Regions from separate parts of the Rattus norvegicus genome. Here region 2 is linked to region 1. The links are chromatin contacts, called in public Hi-C maps. All regions are on one chromosome and are shown on one strand. The core of a region is the stretch at or near the end of the contact, and the rest is flanking DNA. Distances in the headings are between cores, read along the strand shown.

Region 1 (5,378 bases), core at 1,050-3,549:
CAATTGCTGAATAAGCGGGATCTGACATTTGCTTAGTGGTTATTCAGTGACCGTTAATTTATTTCTAAGAACTGAAACAGTTGCTTTCCCCACTAAGCCAACCAGGCACAAAACACCATCATTATTAGTTTATGAATGGTTAAATGCTAGAGAGCTGTGGACCCAAAGGGGACCTGGCCCATAAGATTCTGCCACCCTGGTAAAAATCTCAGTTATGTTTATGGACCCAGATTAGCTCGAAAATTGAAGCTTTGTAAAATAGGTTTTGGATTCTGCCAAGTCAATCAGTATGCAAGCCTCAAGGTATATTTTGGAATCATTAGACTGGGTAACTCTACAAAAATAAAAATATAGATTAGAGTGTAAAAATAAAAGCTCAACGTGGACATGTTTGTGTACCACGGATCCAACCATAACAAAATCAAACCAAATAGAATGTAAAGATAAATGACTAATACTGTGTCCTGACTTTATTGTTTCCGTTCCACAAATTTGATTCTCCTGTGTCTTTGTGTGGTAGCAGCTTAGTTCTTGAAGAAACCTTTGGTCTTCGTTATCTGTTTTTAGGTCTCAAACTCAGGACAAATGGCTAACTGAGGTTTGACCCTGGTCATCAGTCTCTCTCAGCATCTGGAATCCCTGTTAAGGAGTCTTGGTCCTCTCACTACTTTGCACCCTGCTTTCCTGCCCTCAACCTCCCCCACCTCTGAGCTTTACTGTCCTTCTCACAGTTGCTCTTCCCTATATAACTCAGCCATTTTGGCTACACTATATCTTGTCTTTTTGCTTTCCTTGCTCATCCCCAGACTCTTGGCTCCTTGGTTCCTTGGTTCTTCTTTTGCTCTCTACCATCACCGACACCACCACCACCACCACCACCACCACCACCACCACCACCACTCTGGTGGCTTGAATAGGAATGGCTCTCATAGACTCATATATTTGAATGCTTGTCACATAGCAAGTGGCATTACTAGGAGGTGTGGCCTAGTTGGAGTATGTGTGGCCTTGTTGGAGGAAGTGTGTCACTGTGAGGACAGACTCAAGCTTCATCCAGTCTCCTGCTGCCTAAGCATCAAGATGTAGAACTTTGGCTTCTCCAGTGCCATGTCTGCCTGCATGCTGCCTTGCTTCTTGCCATGATGACAGTGAAATAAACTTCTGAAACTATAAGCCAGCATTGCTAAAATGTTCTCCTTTGTAAGAGTTGCCATAGTCATGTCTCTTCACAGCAATAAAACCCAAGCTAAGACAACTGCCCCTCTTGTGATCATGCTCAGTCTGGACCCTTCCAGATTCCTCTAGCTGTGCTCTCCCTCACAGCTACAATAAACCTTCTCCTCAAGCCATACCTTGGAGCAGTTATGTCTTCTTTTTTTCCATTGACCTGTGAGTGTCATGTCTAGTCACCTCTGATAACTCCTCCACCTGATCCAGTTCTATTCCATCCCAGGAATCCTGAGGAGTCCTCTTCCAGTTCATTGTGACCTGAGTAAGCTACTATTGAAGCCGCATTCTAGCTCTAACTTGGTGACTCATCCATGATGAGAAATAATTTGTTCTAAGAAGTTTCCAGACCTTAGGTACCATGGGTATGCAAATGCTTCTAGGCTACTCCATGATTATGGTACTATTCAAAAGTCTAGGTGCTGTTTTTCAGTTAATGAGCATCTAGGGTTCTCTCACTTCCTCCTCTCCCCCTCCTCTCTCCCCCTCCTCTCTCCCCCTCTCCTCTCCTCCTCTCCTCTCCTTCTCTCCTCCTCTTTCTTCTTCTTCTTCTTCTTCTTCTTCTTCTTCTTCTTCTTCTTCTTCTTCTTCTTCTTCTTCTTCTTCTTCTTCTTCCTCCTCCTCTCTCTCTCTCTCTCTCTCTCTCTCTCTCTCTCTCTCTCTCTCTCTCTCTCTCCTTTTTAGTGCCGAGAATTGAACCTGAGGCCTTACATATGCTAGGCAACTACTTTACCACTGAGCCCTTCTCATTCAAAAGGCACTGCAGTTGATTCCCACTCAGGGATTACTGCGATTTCAGGAGATGAAGTAAACCCCAGACTTTCCTAAAATCCACAGAACATTTCACCATTAAAGAAACCATAGCACTCTCTCTCACCACCTTCTCCCTTAAATTCCCCAGATCCCCTTACATAGAGTTCGTTCCAACAGTCTGGCATTGAGTGTCCCATGACACCTCTGTTTCAAATCTAGCTGAGGGCGTTTGCCAAACTAAGATCCGAGGAGATACTCTACCGTCACATATCATTTTGCATGGTCAGCTCTGAGCAGGGAAATTTAAAACTGCAGAAGTCACTTGGAAAAGCACATCTAACTGGGAGACCTGACATGTGGCCAGGTCAACTGGCTTCTCACACCATGCCCAAGGCTCGGGCAACTTTGGATTCATTCTCAACCAACTGGCACCAGCTCCCAGAAGACAGCCTACTTACCAGCAAATAAAGGACCGGGTTTATTTTCCCACCCCCTAAGAGAAGCAGCTGCACCTGAACAAATTTGCAAGGTCAGGTTTACCAACAGTTGATGAAAACTGACCCGGACTTCGGTCTTCACAAAGGCTGAAGACAAAGCTAACCCACATCCTCTAGTTTGACCCCCTGCTGGGTGGGGTGGCTCCTCCCACTTCACTGAATAACAGGTCCTTCTGCTGCCCCAACAAGGCCTGCTTTGGGACAGGAAAGGGACTTTCTCACAATCTCCCCTTGCATCTACATTAGTTTCTTCTGCACCTGGGATCTCCCTGGGGCCTTCTTAATGGAAGTCTGACTAAGCCTGACCTTGACTTGGTTTATGAGGGTAATGAAATCACAGCCCCAGGTGGAGTGGCTGCAGGTGCACTTGGGCGGCCATTCTGAGCCTTGTTATTTCTATAACCTGTCACATTCTGTCTTCTGCTTCAGGTTGTGCTTTACAACTTAATGAATGTGTTTTCTTATTAAGACAAATCTTGTCCTTGCCAATCCAATTAAATTTATAAAATTCACCTGGAAAATTTTAGCAAAGTGGGCTGCAAAGTAGTTGTTTTTCTTTCTTTTTGCTTTTCGCTATTTGAAGTTCTTGGACTAGGACTGACTGTGGTTTCATAAAGCAGAGAGATTGGTGGGAAGGGTTGAAAGATCTAGTTCTGTCATGTGGTTCTTAGCAACTTTTCTCTATTCCATGGGGGCTTAGGTCCTTGTTAATAAAATTATTGGTTCAATTGTATTAGCAATGATAACACCCTTTTGTTTGTTGACTCAATGCTATGTAGCATATGTCTGCAAGTCAGTCCTGCAACACAGATGAAATGTGAATTGTACAATGCCATCAGGCCCCTCAGAAAACAATGATTCACCTAAGGCCAGGCATTAGAGATACTGCTGGGTCTCTGAAATCTACATACATGCTTCTCAAATTCATAATCTACTTTCTTTTGAGTTGGGGTTTTGGGTATCTGAGGATACCCTCATCATACTTACCGTCTTAGTTGAATGTGGTGATTTGAAATTACTTGGCCCAGAGAGTGGTACTATCTGGAGGTGTGGCCTTGTTGGAGTAGATGTGACCCTCTTGAAGGAGGTATGTCACTGTGGGTGTAGGAATCTTGTCCTAGTTGCCTGGAAATCAGTCTTTCCTAGCTGCCTTTCAAACAAGAGATGGGACTTTCAGCTCCTCCAACCCCTGAACCCTGCCATGCTCCTGCCTTGATGATAAAAAGACTGAACCTCTGAAGTTGTACGCCAACCCCAATTAAATGTTGTCCTTTATGAGAGTTCCTTTGGCCATAGTGTCTGTTTAAAACAGTAAAACCTTAAAACATTTGGGTTTTATTGCTGTGAAGAAACACCATGACTATGGCAACTCTTATAAAAGGAAAATTTTATAATTGTGCTAGCTTACAGTTTCAGAGGTTTAGTCCATTATCATGGCAAGAAGCGTGGTAGCATGCATGCAGACAATGGTGCTGGAGGAGCCAAGAGTTCTACCTCGTGATCCTTAGGCTGCAAGAAACTCAACTCCACACTGAGAGATATAGTTTGGCCTTTTGTTTCTTCCTTTGTGGTGTCCAGGCACTTCTGCATGACAAACAGGAAAGGATGGAGGGGGACTGATTTGTGAGGTGCATTTTTTCCCTAATGTGTCTGGACTTTGGTACACACCAAGAGGGAATGGAGGAAGCAAAGTCTGGAACAGGTTGGTCAGCAGGATCCCCATCCTGCAGATGTTACAGCACTTTTTAGAGGATGTTCAATGAAGCAGCTCTCTCAGACAGAAGTTCATGAAACAGCTTGTGTCCGTACCTTTATTTAAGATGGGCTTGTATGCATTCACTTTATTTGGGATGAACCAAGGCTGTAATTATGAACCTTGGAGAGTGGGATTGGTTTCTTCTTAGGGTAAATCTTCATTGGCTAAGGTTGGTGAAACTTCATTTGCATGGAGAGGCACTCCAGGAAGTTGAATCTGTAATTTTGCCAGGGATTCTAAGACATTCCCCAGGTAGAGAATCAGGTGGAGAAGAAGAAGTCCAAGAAAAGGGAGTCCTCCATTTTGTGCTGAGCTCAGGAAAATATTCGGTCATTGTGGACTTTTTGTTTCTTCCTTTGTGGTGTCCAGGCACTGCTGAACAACAGAGAAGGATGGCGTAGGACTGATTTCTGAGGTCCATTTTCTTCCCTGATGTATCTGGACTTTGGTATACATCAGGAGGGAAAGTAATAACAGAACTTGAGCATAGGAGACCTGAAATCTCACTTCCTCGGTGATACACTTCCTCCAACAAGGTCACACCTTCTCTCACACCTCTTAATGGTGACACTCTCTATGAACCAAGCATTCAAACACATGAGTTTATGGGGCCATTCCTATTCAAACTACCACACCCACATAGCTGAAGATGATCTTAAACATCCGATCCTCCTGCTTCCAACCCTACAATCCTGGGATTATATCACACCTGGTTCATACAGTGCAAAGAATCAAACCCAGACCTTCATGCATGCTAAGCAAACACTCTACCATCTTCAGCCTATAACCCATACTTTACACAGAATTGTGATTCTTATAGTAAAATCCAGAAGCAGCTGATGTTAGTGTCCAGTAATCAGAATGAAGTCTGCATTCTGCTCAGATCCCAATTCAAGAGTTTCTGGTTCATTCGTCTTCTGTCATAATTGAATGTGAAATGTTCCTCCACCATTTGGGGTGTTATTTTATGCTTGGTTCCTAGCTGCTGATGCTATTTGGGAAGGATAGGCGCTCCTCTACACAGTAATGCTCAGACTATCACTACATGGAGAAAATAGAATAAAATATTTGCTTGCTTGAGTCAGAACAATCACAGCAAAACACAGATGCTCCTTCATTTGTGTCTCAAGCCTTCCCATGTGGAA
Region 2 (5,378 bases), core at 1,099-3,598, 540 kb after region 1:
CTTCTCACAAAAGGAAGGAAAGAGTGGTCTGGAAGGGGTAGAAGCCTCAGCTGTCTTTCTATGAAGCCACATTTTTAACCCTCCCTCTGCTGTTCTGTGTATCAGATGAGAAACTGGGGTCCGGTGTGGTGGCGCACGCCTTTAATCCTAGCACTCGGAAGGCAGAGAGGTATGCAAATCTCTGCGTTCGAGGCTAGCCTGCTGCCTAGAGCAAAATCCAGGGCAGCGTTGGTTACACAGATAAACCAAAAGGGAGGAGGGGGAAGAGGAGAGGGAGGAGGAAGGGGAGGAGGGGGAGGAGGAAAATCTACTACAAATATACCTGTGACTTCCAAGTCCAAGTTTGCTACCTCTGTATTCAAACAAACAAAAACCCAAATTAGCCTATTTCCTGTTCCTAAGGAATTCAGGGTTAAAAGAAAAAGAAAAGTTCCCTGGAGGTTTAGATTAGGAATGTTTCTAGGTTGTTCTTGAAGCCATGCACAGTTCTTATTGACACACTCAACACACCCGTGCATGGCCTTATTTAAAGTCGGTGCTTATGGGCGTATTTAAGCTGCCTGTGCAGAGAATTCTGTGGCAATCGTGTATGGAATGAGTGGCATTAATATTCCTTGTCTTCACTGGCCACACTCACCAAGGTAAATAACTCTGGCTGGCTTTCTCCACTGACCCAAGCTTGAACTGAGATTAAACCCTCTTGGTCTAGGAAGTGGGTTGTTTGTACCCCCAAAAGAGAAAAACCTATTGACTACTTTCTAACAGTGACTTTTGAAAATTAGGTCTATATTGTGAAATGTTGGGCCCGTCCAAAGAGCATTTTAAAAACAAGGGGTACAAGGGGTGCGGGGATGACCCAAGTGATAACAATTATTCTGCCTCTGTTCTACACCAGGCTCTCCTGGATGCTGAGGATGGCACGATGAGCCCAAGGAGTGGTTCCTGATCACTTAAGTATGATGAGAAGGCCACAGATAAAGGTGTAATTACACATTGATGTCAGAGCTGAGAAAAACAACCCCTGGGATTTGAGGATTGGGGATTGGGTTGGGGGAGTGTCCCCAGGCATAGGATGATGGAATATATGAAAAGGAAATGCAAACTCACTCTCTCTCTCTCTCTCTCTCTCTCTCTCTCTCTCACACACACACACACACACACACACACACACACACACACACACACACTTCCTTATTTATAGACAAGGAAACTGAGGCTCAAAAGACCTAAAAGATTTGTCCAAGGTCGGGGCTAATTATAGAAAGGGGCCAACGCCCAATCCCTTCCTGCTAAAAACACACGGAGCTTATTTATAGCTCAGTTATAGATTATCCGAATTCATTTGGCCAGTAAAATGCAGAACATTGAGTTCAAAACCGCATCCCTTAAGATCATAAATAACGATGAGGGTCTTAATACTGACGATACCTTTTCATTAAACAGAGTTCTCATCCTATCAAAATTCCAGCGCTTGGTTCAGATTAAGAGACGATCAGGTCATAACCCTGTATAAAATATCCTGGCAGCTAAAATGTTCAGTGCTAATTTGAGTGTGAGCTGCGTGTCCCGGCTGACTTCACACCCCAGCTAGAGTTTCAGACCTATACGTGGCGTTGGGGTGAGACCCAGAGATGAGCCGCTAGCGGCTGGCTGTGCTCTCCACTGTGTGTGTGAGTTGCATGAAGAATCCTTTTGAGAAGCCGGGGAGTTTCCTCTGGCAATCTATGCGAGGAGGGGGCGGGGCGGGTGTGTGCGAGGTGGGGGTGGGAGGGAGACGCTGTGACCGGAGGTTACCTCTGAAGCTGGACCGCAATGGGAGGGCGTGCGAGACAGTCTTTTTACTCCAGACTCTGCCTGTAATTTTAGTCGAGTGTATTCGCGCACTCTACATGCAATATACATATTATTTATTTTTTCCAATAAGATTCTTAAACAAGAGTAAAATCCTTATAGAAAAAAGGTGGGTCTCGGCAGATGTCAATATTTATCCACGATTAGAAACCTCTAACCACCGTAGGCCCCCAGGTTGAAAACGTGGATTCCAAGCCATCTTGCCCAGGGTTAGGAAAGTTGAATACGTTAGCGGGAGGGAGGGTCGCTGCACTTGCTGCTCCCACCTTGGGATCGTGAGCCCGCGGGGAAGTGTGCGCTTTTTGGCAGGCACACCCCCAGGTCCTCACACACCCACTAGCGCGGATCAGCAAGGGTGGGACCGCGACGGGGCGGAGCCTTTGGAACCCAGACCCCACCTCTCCCGCCCCTCCCTCCGCCCCGCCCGCGCTCGCCCCCCGCCCGCTCCCGGGGCGCCGGGCCCGCCCCCTCCCTGCCGCGCGCAAACGAACCTCGCGACGCCGCGCTCAGCGGTGGCGGTGGCGGCGACAGGCCGGGCGAGGCAGCAGGTTAGCCCGGGCCGCCCTACTCTGCAGGCTTCTCGGAAGTACAAGCTGCGCCGCCCGAGCCCTGCGCCCGGGAAGCACTGGCCAGCGGGCCGCTCCTGAGGCCCGCTCCTCCAGGCGCTCGCAGGCATGCAGCCGGGGAGCAGGCGGAGTGCCCCGGGCCGCTACTGAGTCCGCGGAGCTGAGGGGATCAGCTCCAGCCGTGCCCCTCCCACCTCACCCAGGGCCCCACGAGCGACCGCCCTACACCTGGTCTTCGCGCGCAGCCCCGCCAGTGCCAACCCCCCGCGGGCTGGAGGGGCTCATGCAGCCGCCAAGGTAAGCGTGGACCGAGGGGCACGGGGTCCTGAGGTCCCCAAGGCGCTGCGGACACTTGCGCTCAGCCACCTCATGATCAGTGACTCCTCAACCCGGTGTCTCATCTCACACACTTAGGTCTTTGCCTCAGATGAATCGCCTTCGCTCTTGGCAGCAGGAAAGTTTTGTGGTTTGGTGGTTTTTTTTCTTTTTTTTTTCCCCCTAAAATGCTGCCCTGCGGGCAGCAGGCGTTGCGCGTGGCTGGACAGACTCGGTGCCTGTCCCACCCGCTGTGTACCGGCCTGGAGCTCTCTCCTGCGCGGCCACCTCCTCCTAGGGCGAGAGCCCCCTCGACCCACAGAGCTCTTGACACATCTGGTCATCCCTCTCACCCACCCTGAAGCCCGATTCGCTCGCTTCATCCAGGCCAGGATTGCAGAGGCTAGAAATGAACGCACCTGCCGGGGGTTGCGGGGTGTCGACATTGTACAGTGTGAGTGACCCTTGTCTAGGAGCGTCCGGTGTGCCAGACTTGGGGTGGGTGCTAAGGGGTGAGAGTCCCAAAAGGTCCGACGTTCCTAAGAGGAAGGCAAGGCACCGCGAGGACTCAGCGCCTGACTTGAGCCATGGCTCATCCCTGAGTATAACTAGGGAAGAGGGACAGGTGTATTGGGGGGCCGGTGCAAATATGAAAGACGCTTGGATGCAACTCTCGATTGCATCTTATTAAAGTATAGTTGCATTAGATTTTCTCGGGGGGAGAGTCAATTTCCCGAGACTGAGATTTTAATGGGAGCCTGTGTGCTGTTATTATGTGGTGTGGTTTCGGAAGGCGTTGGATTGTATTTATTTTATAAATTGGGTGTCTTGAGGCGGATGGATTCGGGGAAATATCGCCATCTAGCGGAAATGGTGATCTGTACCTTCCTCGCAAGCCGAAAAGTTGGGCGTCCTCAAAGTTCGCCTGAGATGCAGAGATGGGAACTAGCCAACCCGTCTCCAGAAAGACTAGTTCTCAAGTGCTCCTTACCATCCTGTAGAGCCTCGATGCCTGGGGCTTAGCTCCAGGGACCGAATGGCGAATTGTATTAGAGTCAAGACCTCACCTCCAGGACTTCCATTCCCCTCTTTGTGTAGTTTTGGGTTCTCCTAGCAAAACTGTCACTTGCCTTTGTCGTCCGCCACCCCCTACGCCCGCATCTGGTTCAGGGATCGGGCAAGCCTGTATGGTCACTTTACTACTCTCTAGTTCATCTGTAACTACATAGATGATTTGTGAGGTTAATGTTGAGCCCTGACTCTTAGAAAAGAGACTGGGTGCTCAAGTGTACTCTTAAGGGTAGCTGAAAAACTGGGGGGGGGGGGGACGCAGTGCCATCTGCACTGGAAGGGAACAGTGTACCCCCAAACGGCCTCCTCCTTTTTTTTTTTTTCACACACAAGGGGGAGAATTTCTGCTGTTCAAGCAAGCCTACTTCTCTGGACTGAATGACTGCCAGGATGGCGTGCAGATGGACAAAGGCTCTGGGTGGGGCACCTACACATCCAGGCGCGATGCACATTTTTTATGGCTGGATTGTGCTGCCACCTTCCAGGCCCGCTGAGGCTAGCAGGGAATGAGTTCTGTCTGTGTGAAGGGCACTCTGGCTCCTTGGAGAGCATTGTGGCTTTCTGCCTGTGCTAAAGCGAATTCCCTGAGAGGCTCCTGGGCTGCGGTGGTAGTAAGCAGGGTTCCAGCTTCCTTTTTCTTTCCTCTTCCTGTAAGTCTTATGTATCCCGGGCTGCTACTGACTTTTTATGTAACCAAAAATGACCTTGACCTTCTGGTTCTATCTCATCTAATAGATGCATTGTTGGGAATCGAACCCAAGGCTTTGTGCGTGCTAGGCAAGCACTTTACCAGCTGAGCCACATCCCCAATTCCCAACCTCCTCTTTTTTTTTTTTTTTTTCTTTTTTTCAGAGCTGGGGACCGAACCCAGGGCCTTGCGCTTTCTAGGCAAGTGCTCTACCACTGAGCTAAATCCCCAACCCCCCCAACCTCCTCTTTTCCAAAAACCCTGCCCCTTCATTTCCTTCCCAGATGAAGATCGGTGCTCTCACTCCTAATACACATGTAACCTATCTGTGCCCCTCCATTCTACTCCATCTTGGTTCTGTCTCTCCACTCGCATGTATTAGTTTAATAATCATGAGAAAGGGGGGCCCTAGACCTGTTTGGCATCTTAAAAAGGAGGGAACATTTGGCTTTCATTGCTGCCTGCCCAGGATGCAGGCTGATACAGAAGGAAGACTTGGAGGCTCCTATTTAATGTGGTTCCCGAGTCTGCTCTACTGCAGCCTTTGGTAGCCCAAGTTCAAAATTAAAGACATAGATGCTGCACATCTCTGACACCAAAACAGGGAGTGATCAGGCCAGGATGCTCGCTGCTACCTGGAAGCAGGTTGGCATTTTCATTTCCTGGAAAAGAAAGGATTCCAGAGATATGTAGGGGCGTGGCCACAGTGCTGAGTCTAAGGCAGCAGTGCTCAACCTGTGGGTGTCAACCCCCTTGGGGATTGAACGACCCTTTCACAGGGGTCACATGTGAGATATCCTGCATGTTACATATTTACATTACAACTCATCACAGTAGCAAAATTACAGCTATGAAGTAGCAGCAAAGATAATTTTATGGTTGGGGGT

Evidence for each region. Hi-C and Micro-C count contacts between places; a contact is called where the count stands out from the background.
Region 2: a Hi-C map of psoas muscle shows a contact between it and region 1, with 2.6 times the contacts expected there. The contact joins the promoter of Rgma here to the enhancer-like site in region 1. A contact is called at or near these places in 1 of 12 Hi-C or Micro-C datasets (psoas muscle) and 1 of 1 datasets of contacts at active chromatin or transcription factors (oligodendrocytes).

The regions. Positions count from the first base shown.
Region 1 is chr1:135,995,577-136,000,954 of GRCr8, forward strand. No RefSeq gene overlaps it. Among named protein-coding and RNA genes, the nearest start is that of Trnaa-agc79, 240 kb to the left of the region's middle. Within about 2 kb of position 2,300, at least 2 of the 93 cell types and tissues checked have an H3K27ac peak or open chromatin away from gene starts, as enhancers often do.
Region 2 is chr1:136,536,434-136,541,811 of GRCr8, forward strand. Rgma (repulsive guidance molecule BMP co-receptor a) reads left to right here and starts at 2,349. Exons shown (of 4, transcript NM_001107524.1): 1 at 2,349-2,714. The coding sequence starts at 2,701.